Linked DNA regions of Mus musculus: region 2 is linked to region 1. A link is a contact called in public HiChIP or PLAC-seq data. All regions are on one chromosome and are shown on one strand. Each heading gives the region's core, a stretch centred on a gene start, on an enhancer-like site or on the middle of the called end of the contact. The rest is flanking DNA. Distances are from core to core; before and after follow the strand shown. Region 1 holds the start of Septin1 (septin 1). Region 2 holds the start of Sephs2 (selenophosphate synthetase 2).

What was found. HiChIP or PLAC-seq counts read pairs in DNA pulled down with a chosen protein or histone mark.
Region 2: an H3K27ac HiChIP or PLAC-seq map of embryonic stem cells shows a contact between it and region 1, with 21 read pairs. The contact joins the promoter of Sephs2 here to the promoter of Septin1 in region 1. A contact is called at or near these places in 4 of 484 Hi-C or Micro-C datasets (the G1E-ER4 cell line, the HPC-7 cell line, double positive thymocytes and 1 more), 8 of 115 datasets of contacts at active chromatin or transcription factors (the HPC-7 cell line, the SCID.adh cell line, bone marrow-derived macrophages and 3 more) and 3 of 9 other capture datasets (adipose tissue, liver and pancreatic islet).

Annotation. Positions count from the first base shown.
Region 1 is chr7:127,216,436-127,221,744 of GRCm38.p6, forward strand. Septin1 (septin 1) reads right to left here and starts at 2,010. Exons shown (of 11, transcript NM_017461.2): 1 at 1,972-2,010; 2 at 1,706-1,796; 3 at 1,536-1,622; 4 at 1,184-1,307; 5 at 466-600; 6 at 255-372. The coding sequence starts at 1,974.
Region 2 is chr7:127,271,108-127,276,416 of GRCm38.p6, forward strand. It overlaps Sephs2 (selenophosphate synthetase 2), which reads right to left and starts at 2,952. Exons shown (of 1, transcript NM_009266.3): 1 at 772-2,952. The coding sequence starts at 2,812. The coding sequence ends at 1,454.

The DNA.
Region 1 (5,309 bases), core at 760-3,259:
ATCGCAGAACCAAAGAGACCCCAGGAGTTGAGTTGTGGTGCCCCTCCCCCTTTCCTCTTAGTCAAGCATCTAGTTCCAGGGCTGTATGACCGGTCTGTTCTGAGCCTGAGCCCTTAGGGCCATGGTGCTTGTGGCAGGATCATAACCCTTTCCTCACCCCACCCCCAAAAAGGTCACCCCAAGATTAAAAAAAAAGTCCAGACAGACAAGGTTGAATCATGGCCTTGGCTGTCACTTAGGGGCCTCAGCCATACCTTCTGCTTGAGGGCCTGAGTCTCCCTAGGCATCAGGGCGTCTGCTTTACCGATGACCGGGATGATATTGACTTTCTCGTGCACTGCCCGGAGGAAAGCCACATCTAGGGGCCGGAGCCTGTTTCAGGGATTTATTGGTCAGGACTCAGCTTCAAGTACTGAGCTTTCTCCAGCCTCCCCAACCAGTCCACCCCCAGGGTGCTCTCCAGACCCTCGGCCAAAGGGTGAGATGAAGTAGAGGCAGCAATGGACTCTGGAATCCTGGATGTTCTTCCTGTTCAAGCCACTCTCATCCCTGAGGTATTGCTCAAACTGCTCCTCAATGAAGCGAACCACAGGCAGCCAGCTGGTGTGTGGGAAGGAGATAGATAGTCCGAGATCACAGGCCAGGGGACAAGATGAAGCTAACCAGGACTGTGCAGTCCCAAGTCATTTCTTTGCTCCTAACCAAAGCCATCAGGGACAGCTGGCCACAGTACATGAGACATCAGAATGTGGTGGCTGCACACCTGTAATCTCAGCACTCAGGAAGCTGAGGCAGGAGGATTGTCACATTTGAGGCCACCATGGCCTACATAGTGAGTTCCAGGCCAGCTAGGGCTAATGTGACACCATGGCTAAAAACAAAAACAAGCCACAACAACAACAAAAGCATCGAACAAACCAGGCATGCATATATATACCTGTAATCTCAGGAGGAGGACTTTGAGTTTCAGGCCAGTCTGGGCTACACAGTGAATTTGAGGTCCCTGAGCTACATAGAAAAACCTTATCTCAAAACAAGAAACACTGGATACTTTGGGCTAGATTGTTACCAGAAACAGGTGCCCCCTTTTGGGTCAAGGGGCTGTGACAAGCCAGCCCTACAACTGACCTCTGGTTTTCCATAATGGAAGAAAGGCTTAGCTCCTGCCCCTCCCCCTTCTCACCAGTCTGAGCAGTCCACAGAGTCCCCAAAGCCAGGCGTGTCCACCAAGGTCAACTTCACCTTGATACCTCCCTCCTCAATCTCCACACCCCGGCGCTCAATGGTCAGAGTTTGTGCCGTGCGAGCTATGGGGACAGAGAATTGGCTGCGTAGGGCTCTGAAGCAGGGCTCCATTCCCACATGTGTTTTCAGGGGAGGAAACCATCTCAGAGAAAACCAGAGGCCACCAAAGTCCCCAGATAGAAAGAAAAAGAATGCAGCCTGATAACACAGGAAGAGGCCAGGGACAGCACAGAGGGAAGCCAGGACAGCAGTGGGGATGGGAAGCCTGTGGAGACTCGGGGTAGATTTACCACTGGCATCTGGCACCTGCCGATCCTCGTAGAGGTTGGTGAGGAACAAGCTGTTGATGAGGGTGGATTTCCCCAGGCCTGACTCCCCTGTGTACGGGACAGGCCCACTGGTCAGACAGGAGGATGGCCATGATCTCATAAGTACATCACCCCCTCCAGAACCCACAGACCTGCCACCATGAGTGTGAAGTCAAACCCCTTCTTGACAGACTTGCGATGCAGCTGGTTGGGCAGGGCAGCAAAGCCCACATATTCCTTGTCCTGTGGGGGTAAAGGGAGACAATATGAGGTTCTTGGACATGGCAGGGAGTGCCCCAGTACCACCTGAGCCCAAAAGCTAGTAAGGCCACTTACTGTGGGTTAACTTTGAACTGGGGACCCTCGAGGGAGAGAGCTGGCCCTGAATGACTAGATTCCTGGGCCCCCGAGAACTCACCATGGCTCTGCTGGTTGTCGCTTGCACCTGGTGTTGCTCCCCACTTCCTCTGGTGGGGCAGGAAGTTGAACGGTGTCAAACAAAGGGGGGGGGGTGGAGTGAGGGGGCAGTGCAGGAAGCTGAGCTGCTTAGAGAGAGGTGAGAACCCATGCCCATCCCTTTTCTTTTAGTCCAAAGATTTTATTCTTTGCGCACACAAGTAGAGGCCAGAACAGGGCATTGGATCCCCTGGACCTGGAGTCACAGGGAGCTGAGCATTGCCTGGCATAGACAGAGGGAGCTGAGTTTGGGTCCTCTGTAAGAGTGGCACCCTCTGAATTGATAAGCCCCGATGCATCTCTTCCCGCCACCTTATATACAGCTTCAGCCCCTTCATTCTCCACATGGCTTTATGATGAGACTTACCATGGCCCTCATCATCATGGTGAGAGGTGGGTATGGACAGAAAGAAAGGAAGCAAGATGTTCTCCTTAGCAAGTCTGATAAGAGTTGAGCAAGATGATTTGCAAAAAGTAAAAAAAAAGTTCCCAGGGTGTGAGCGAACATAAAAACCACGATAGAATTGGAGGTAGGTGACTAACAGTTCCAGGCTCAGGCTATGGGTTCTTTTTGAGGGTCTTAGTGCTTGGATTGAACTCAAGTCATGGGTACTGCTGTGCTCAACTCCACTATACTCCCAGCTCCCAATGGATTTTGGACATTTTGACACAGGACTGTCAAAGGTCTTGCTGTCTATCCAGTCAGGCCTTGAATCAGCCTCCTGAAAGCTAGGACTCCAGGCCCACGTGTACCTCCATTACAGCTGTCTTGCTTTTGAGACTGGATCTCCTGGAAGCCTAGGCTGGCTTCAAACTCACTTTGTTGTCAGAATGACCTTCAGCTCTTGATCTACTATGCCTTGTCCCTGGCTGTCCAGGGCTGGGATTACAGGTGTGTGCAGACCTGGTATTTGGTCACAACTATCAGAAAGGCTTTCAAGATCCAGACCCAGGAAGTCACAGCTCAAACTCTTGAGAGCTGCTCCCCCAACGCCCCTAGCCCCTCTACATCAGAATGCAGTCTGCACTCTAGTCTTCTAGTCTTGGGAAGCAAGGTTTGTTTGTCCCTCTTTGCCTGATGGCCTCTCTCTCTCTCTCTCTCTCTCTCACACACACACACACACACACACACACACACACACACACACACACACACACACACACGAGTGATCTGTCTTCACAAACACCCAGAAGGGAGAATCAGATCCCATTACAGATGGTTGCTAGGAATTGAACTCAGGACCTCTGGGAGAGCAGTCAGTGCTGTTAACCAATAGGCCATCTCTCAAGGCTTTTATTTATTTATTTTTACGATTTATTTATTTATTATATGTAAGTACACTATAGTTGTTCTCAGACACTCCAGAAGAGGGCGTCAGATCTTGTTACGGATTATTGTGAGCCACCATGTGGTTGCTGGGATTTGAACTCAGGAGACCTTCGGAAGAGCAGTCAGTGCTCTTAACCTCTGAGCCATCTCACCAGCCCCTCAAACCCCTTTTTAAAAAACCATTTTATTTTATTGTTTTATTTGTATGGGTGTTTGCTTGCTTGCACATATGTCTGTGCACCACAAGCATGAAATGACCACATAGATGCCCATAAAAGCCAGAAGGGATTTCAGATGCCCTGGAACTGAAGTTACAAACAGTTATGAGCTACCATGCGGATGGTAGGAATTGAACCCAGGTCCTTCGGAAGAGTATCCAGTGCTCTTAACCACTGTGTCATCTCTCCAGTCCCCGAGCTTCCATCTTCACCCTGGCAGGGCTGGGGCTGGAATGGTGATGCAGGTCAAGTGTATCAGCTACTTTCTGTTGCTGTGATAAAACACTATTGACCAAGAGTACCTTACAGAAGAAAGGATTTTTATTTTGGCTTATGGTTCCAGAGGGGTAAGAGACCATCATTAAGGGTATGTGGTAGACAGCCAGAGCAAGAAGAAAGCAATCACACTTTCAACCACTGAGAAAGAAAGGGAGCAGTCTGGAAGTTGGGATGGGCTACAGACATTCGAAGCCCACCTCTGTGATGTACTTCCTCCCATAGCAGAGATAGAGAGAGAGATAGCAAGGCTGTCCCACCTCCCCAGACAGTGCAGCTCGAGCAAAGCTTATGGATGACATCACTCAGGCAGTCGCACTGCCACCGAGCTATACAATCAGCTCTAACATTTCCTTTCTCTGCACCAGGTGACCAGTTTTCTAGTGACACCTTCTTCCGTTGCCTCTGACAGAGCTTTTCTGTTTTAAACTGCCTAGCATCTTTCTCAGGCCCCTCAGTGCTCCCATTTGCCTACCTGTCTGTGTCTGATGCCCTGGGGACAGGGACTATGTCTTCCTAATTTGTATATTCTCGGTGCTTCATAACACTTGATTTCTTAGGGGTGTGTGTGTGTGTGTGTGTGTGTGTGTGTGTGTGTGTGTGTGCAATCGATGAGTAAATGAGCTGGGTGGAGGTGCACGCCTTTGATCCCAGCATTTTGGAGGCAGAGGCAGGTGGATCTCTAAGTTTGAGGCTAGCCTGGTCTACAGAGTGAGTTCTAGGGCAGTCAGGGCTACACAGAGAAACCCTGACTTGAAAAAAACAAAACAAAACAAACAAACAGGGATGAATAAATGAAGTTAGGCAGAATAAATGCTAGAAGTCTGCTGAACTTAGAGACCGTTGCTTTGGGGTCAGAAGGAAGCCCCCATAAAGTCCAGATCTACCCCTGACTTGATGTGTGACCTTGAACAAGTCTTTTGACCTCTCTCAACTCCAGTTTCCTCAGGGTAAAATGAAGTGCTGACATATTTCAGCACGTCATCAGCACCATTCTAGGTTTTCTATGACCTACAAACTTTGTCTGTAACATTTGAGCTGGGTGACCTCAGGCATGGAAATTAACTCCTCTGGACTTTAAAAACTAGTCATCTGATCGTCTGCAAGACCCTGTGACCTGGAACCTGCTCATTCTCTGCTTTAATTCTATTTTAGGGTCTCCCTGTGTCGCCTAAAACTTTGCATTCTCCTGTCTCCACATTCTCAGTGCTGGGATGACAGGCCTGTGCAGTCTAGCCTGGCTCCTCTATTTCGTTTCATTTTATTTATTATATTCCTTCTTAGCCTCTAACCACGGACTGAACTTTGTGATTGTGTTCCCCTCTCCCGTTTATATGTTGCAGCCCTATCTGACTATATTTGCATATAGAGCAAGAAAGGAGGGGCTGGTGAGATGGCTCAGCGGTTAAGAGCGCCGACTGCTCTTCCAAAGGTCCTGAGTTCAAATCCCAGCAACCACATGGTGGCTCACAACCA
Region 2 (5,309 bases), core at 1,702-4,201, 56 kb after region 1:
ACAGATGTAGCCCAGGTCAGCCTTGAACAATATAACCAAAGATGATCTTGAGTTTCTGATCTTTTGTTTCTACCTTCCAAATGCCAGTGGTGCCACCCCAGCCTTATTTGGTGCTGAGGAACCCACCCACGGAACTCACTGTCAGGTATGCTAGGCAAGCCCTCCACCAACTGAGCCACATCCCCAGCCCTGGCTCATTTTTTTAATGTCTAGTTGGCGCTTTCAATCAGGCTTCCTTGTCTACTGCTGTGCCTGGAGTTTCTCTTTTCCTCCTAGAGGGAAAAGGCAGTCACTCACCTCAAAGTGTGTGTGTCAGGGGGTGTTGCAAGTGTAAGGACATAATTGTTCTGTGTATAAGCTTTTAGCCAGCGTCTCTTCTCACGCCAACTCCCTGCCTTCACCTCGATGAATCCTTTCAGAGCTCTTTCTTGTTAGCCTCCTCACCTTCAGACAGTCTCTTCTATTCTGTTAAGTCATCTTTTATGACTTTTTTCCCCATTTTCTGTCTACCTTAAAATCCCTAGAGTTTATATCCATTCCAAGTCCTCTTTTGTCATCTCAAGGGACAGTGCAAACCCAAATCCCTTGACTCAGGGGCAAGGACAACATCTACTTTCTATTTTGCAAGTTCCAGATGTAATGTCAAGGGGTAAAGAGAGTCCGCGTTCCAGCTGGTTTTGGCAGCATACTGGAGGCAGAAGCAAAATCAAGGCACCGGAGAACCTGTCTGAAACAAGAAAGTGATCCACAGAACCAAACATTAGCCACAAGTTTTCCAACAAAGTCCCTTTTATTTAGTTACTGTAAGAAATTCTCTTTATTAATTAAATCTCCAGAAGTTTCAGTGTAAGATTCAATGGCCACCGACACCTGGCTCTGAGGTTTGTTCAGCCTCTCCCAGTCCTTACTGGGAGTTAGAGGGAGAGACATCATTATCAGAGACCAAGTCAGGTGGCTAGTCTTCCTTTCCTGTCGGACAAGCTGCTCAACTCTTGTCCAGAACAGGAAAAGAGGCAGTTTCTCAGAAAAAAATTAATAACAAATTTGACAATAAATCAGTAAGAGTTCTCCTAACAATTTAGATTTATCAATATATTGGTCCAAATAATTTTTCATGTTGCAGGTTTACTTTTCTCATATGTAATCTTAATAATCTTTACTCCCTGTGCAGAAATGAATCAACTCAGTGCAAAAAAAAAAAAAAAAAAAAATCCCTAAAACTGAAATAGCCTCCTCTTGCTTTGGGAAACGGGTTTTTGCTCCTCATGCTCTCAACAGATGAACACACATCCGCAGCGCCATTACTCACAGGCCTGGATGCACATACAGGAAGCTTTGGATGGGCCTGGAGGAACCATGCAAGCAGCCTTTGGAAAGGTCTTAAAATCAACCCTGGCCAGCAGTCCCTGAGCGGGTAGAATGGCTCCGAGTTCCCAACAACCGCTATTCCATTTCAAGAACTAGGCTCAGAGGCTGCGTTGGAATTATCAGGAGCAGCAGCAGCAGCAGCAGAGGCTCCCCGAGGTAGAACTTCAATAACGCGAGGCTTGTCAATGATCCGGGCTGTCCGGTTTCCCTTCTCCACGATGCCAACGATCCAAGCTTGGTGACCCTCTCCGTACTTGGAAGATTTGATTTCCGAACAAAAGCGGGCCGCCTGCTCTCTTGGCAGACAAATCAGTAATCCCCCAGAGGTTTCAGCTGACGTTCCTTGGAGGAGGCCAAAGCGCCCACTGGCTTTGCTGATCGCAGCCATCTTGGCAATTATTGGCAGATTATGTATGACAAAGGACACTTCATTTTTTTGCTGTTTTGCCAGGTTCTGAGAGTGTCCTAATATGCCAAAGCCTGTGATATCCGTGGCTGCGTGGGCATTAAAAGTGTGCATCAAGCCAGCAGCAGTCCTGTTTAGAGTAGCCATATTGAACATAGCTTCCTGATAGGCTAACTCTACTTCCTCTCTGGAAACCACCATCTTGATTTTATTCCATTTCTCAGGATTATCCAGCCATTGGTGGGCATTGGCAGCAACCTGGGTTCCTAAAGGTTTGGTTAATACCAGCACATCTCCTACCACGGCACTATCAGGCATTATGAATTCATTTTGCTGACACACCACCGTGGCAACGCCACCGATGATAATCCACGGGTTGACCACTGTCTGTCCACCGGTCACTGCAGTGCCTCCCTCCTCCGCAGCGTCACGAAAGCCTTTGATCATGAGCGGTGTCACCTTCTCTCGTTCCTTTTCACTCATGCTCTGGCTCACACTGAGTAACATCAACATGTTGTCACACTCAGTGATACCCATGGCATAGAGGTCACTGAGCACATTGGCACAAGCTATGCGCCCCATCATATAGGGATCTTCCACCAAGGGGTAAAAGAAGTCGGTGGTCTGCACCAGCGACAGGCCTCCGTGCCTCAGGGGGATGACGCAGGAGTCCATGCCAATGCTCAGCGAGGGGAAGGCTGAGCCGGGGCCGGGCCTGGTGGACAGGCCCCCTTCCTGCACCGTCTCTTCCTGGCCCCCGACCAGACCCGAGGTAAGCGGGGGCTGCAGCGCGGGCCGCGTCAGTCCCTCCAGGAGTTTGAGCAGGGTCTCCTGGGGGACCTTGCAGCCTCAGCCCTTCATGCCGGAGAAGCTCGTCAGCCGCCAGCTCGGGCTGAAGCCCAGTGTCTGGGGCTCGAACGGCCGGTAGTTGGAGAAACTCCGGCCGGCAGACCAGCCCGCCGGGCCCAAGGAACCTTCTGCGGCCACTAGCGCCGCCATGGTTTCTCCGCTGGCGCCCGCCGCCGCCGCTTCCGCCATCGCGCCGCTCGCCCGGGAGGCCGTGCGGACCAGAAGGCCCAGATACCTGCAGATGAGTCTCCCAGCCACAGCGGGCCAAGGTTACGCCAGGAGATGATCAACCACGCGAGCCGGACCGGAGGACTCGAGCCACGCTGCCTGTCGGAGCGCCGCGCGGCCTCTATTTATATACAGCGTGATTGACAGCTGCTCTATCCAATGACGATTCCCGTACCGAGAGGCGGGCTTCCTTTACTCAAAAAGGTGTATTACAAATTAACCGTCTGCTTGCACAACCGGTCCCCGCGAGATCATCACGTGAACCCCTTGTAACCGGCCTGGAACGCAGATCAGGATGGACTCGAACTCGAGTCCATCGATCTGTCTCAGCTTTCCAAGTGCTGTTATTACAGGTGGGAGCCACGTTACCCGTGCGTGTCTTGTCCCCTCCGCCCCCCTCCGCCCTGGGAACCTGGTCTTGGAGTTGGCTGGCAGAAGTCTGCTGTTTTTGGAATCATTTTACCAAAGAATAAATTACTTACGGAAGGAAGCTCTGGCACTGGGCTAGCCCCAAGGTCAGAACAGTCCTAGGGTCATTTGACAGGACACAAAGCTAATCTAGGCTAAGAAAATACTTTAAGGGGAGGTTTAGGGGAAGAAAGGGGACATCACAAAGTAAATACTATGATTGCATAAGCAAATTGCACAATTGATGTTGTGAAGTTTCACATGGACTTAAAAATTCTGCACAGGTTTGGGTACTGTTTTGGCCATTATCTGGCAGCAGTGAGTTGCATCTTCAGTGCAAGCTAATTTATTATTTATTTATGGCTACTCTGTGCTAAGATGTCTCTATTTCTTGAAGTTAATATATGTGAGAATTCAGATCCAGGCAGGGGGGTTTGCCAATGTCTACTGAAATTATAAATGCTAAACTCATAGTAGTGGCTTTATGCCTGTAATTCCACCATTTGAGAGACTGAGACTGTTAATTCCAGGCCAGCCTGTACTACATAGTACTACATAGTGAGTTCCAGGCCAGCCTGTTCTACAGCTTGCAACCCTAAACCAAATAAATGAATAGGTTTTTCCACTGTGTGATCCCAGTACTTGGAAAACTGTGGTAAGAAGACAATGATGTCCATTCTAGCCTGGGCTCCACAGTGAGATCTTGTCTCAAAAAGCCTAAAATAGGTGCTGGAGAGGTAGGTAGGTGGTTAAGAGCGCCTGCTGTTCTTGCAAAGGACCTGGGTTCAGTTCCTGGAACTTACATGGTGGCTATCATCCGTAATTCCAGTTTCCAGGGGACCTGATGTCCCTCTTCTGGCTTCTGAGAGCACCAGGAACACACAGTTCCCTGTCAAACATATAGCCAAAACACTCCTACACATACAAAATAAAAGTAAATGAATCTTTGTATTATTGCTGTCTTTGATGGTGCGTGTGGCTTTCCGGGGATGACTGTGTAGCTTGGCTCTCCCCAACCTTTACATGGATTCGTGGAATCTAAGTGAAGTTGTCAAGATTTTCACAACTGGATGGTGTGGCAAATGACTTTAGCCCCAGCACTTGGGAGACAAAGGCAGGAGGATCTCCGTGGAGCCCTCTTCTGGTCTCCTCACACACATGTCATAGAGACAGGGTTTCTCTGTGGAGCCCTGGCTGTCTTGGAACTCACTCTGTAGACCAGGATGGTCTTAAACTCACAGAGGTCTCCCTGCCTCTGCCTCCCAACTGCTGGGATTAAAGGGGTGGGCCACCACTGCCTGGCTTAAAATAAAACATTTATTTAAAAGGAAGAATATGGGGACTGGAAAGATGGCTCAGTGGTTAAGAGCACTGACTGTTCTTCTAGAGGTCCTGAGTTCAATTCCCAGCAACCACATGGTGGCTCACAACCATCTGTAATGGGATCTGACACCCTCTTCTGGTGTGTCTGAAGACAGCTACAGTGGACTCATATAAGTACAATAAACAAATCTTAAAAAAAAAAAAAAAGGAAAAGGAAGAGTATGAGGTGCAGGTGACCCTGTTCAAGGTCACCACCAATTAGAGTGGGACAGAATCACAATCCAATAGTCTGCTCCAGAGACCACTCATTGAGGCTGCCTGGAATACTTCAGAAGGACATAAGGACATATTAACATGTAGGATTTGAGGACATGATTTTTTTCTTTTTCTTTTTTTTTTTTTTTTGAGACATGGTCTCTCACTGTGTAGCCCAAGGTGGCCTTGGATTCACAGAAATCTGTCTATTTCTGCCTCCTGGGTTCTGGGATTAAAAGTGTGCACCACTAGCACCACTCCACCCTGCTTTCAACTTTTTTTTTTTTCTCTTCTGAGACAGGGTTTCTCTGTATAGCCCTGGCTGTCCTGGAACTCACTCTGTAGACTAGGGCTGCCTTCGAACTCAGAAATCCACCTGCCTCTGCCTCCCAAATGCTGGAATTAAAGGCGTGTACCACCACGCCCGGCTTGCTTTCAACTTGTAACTACACTGGTTGCTTTTTTGTGTGTG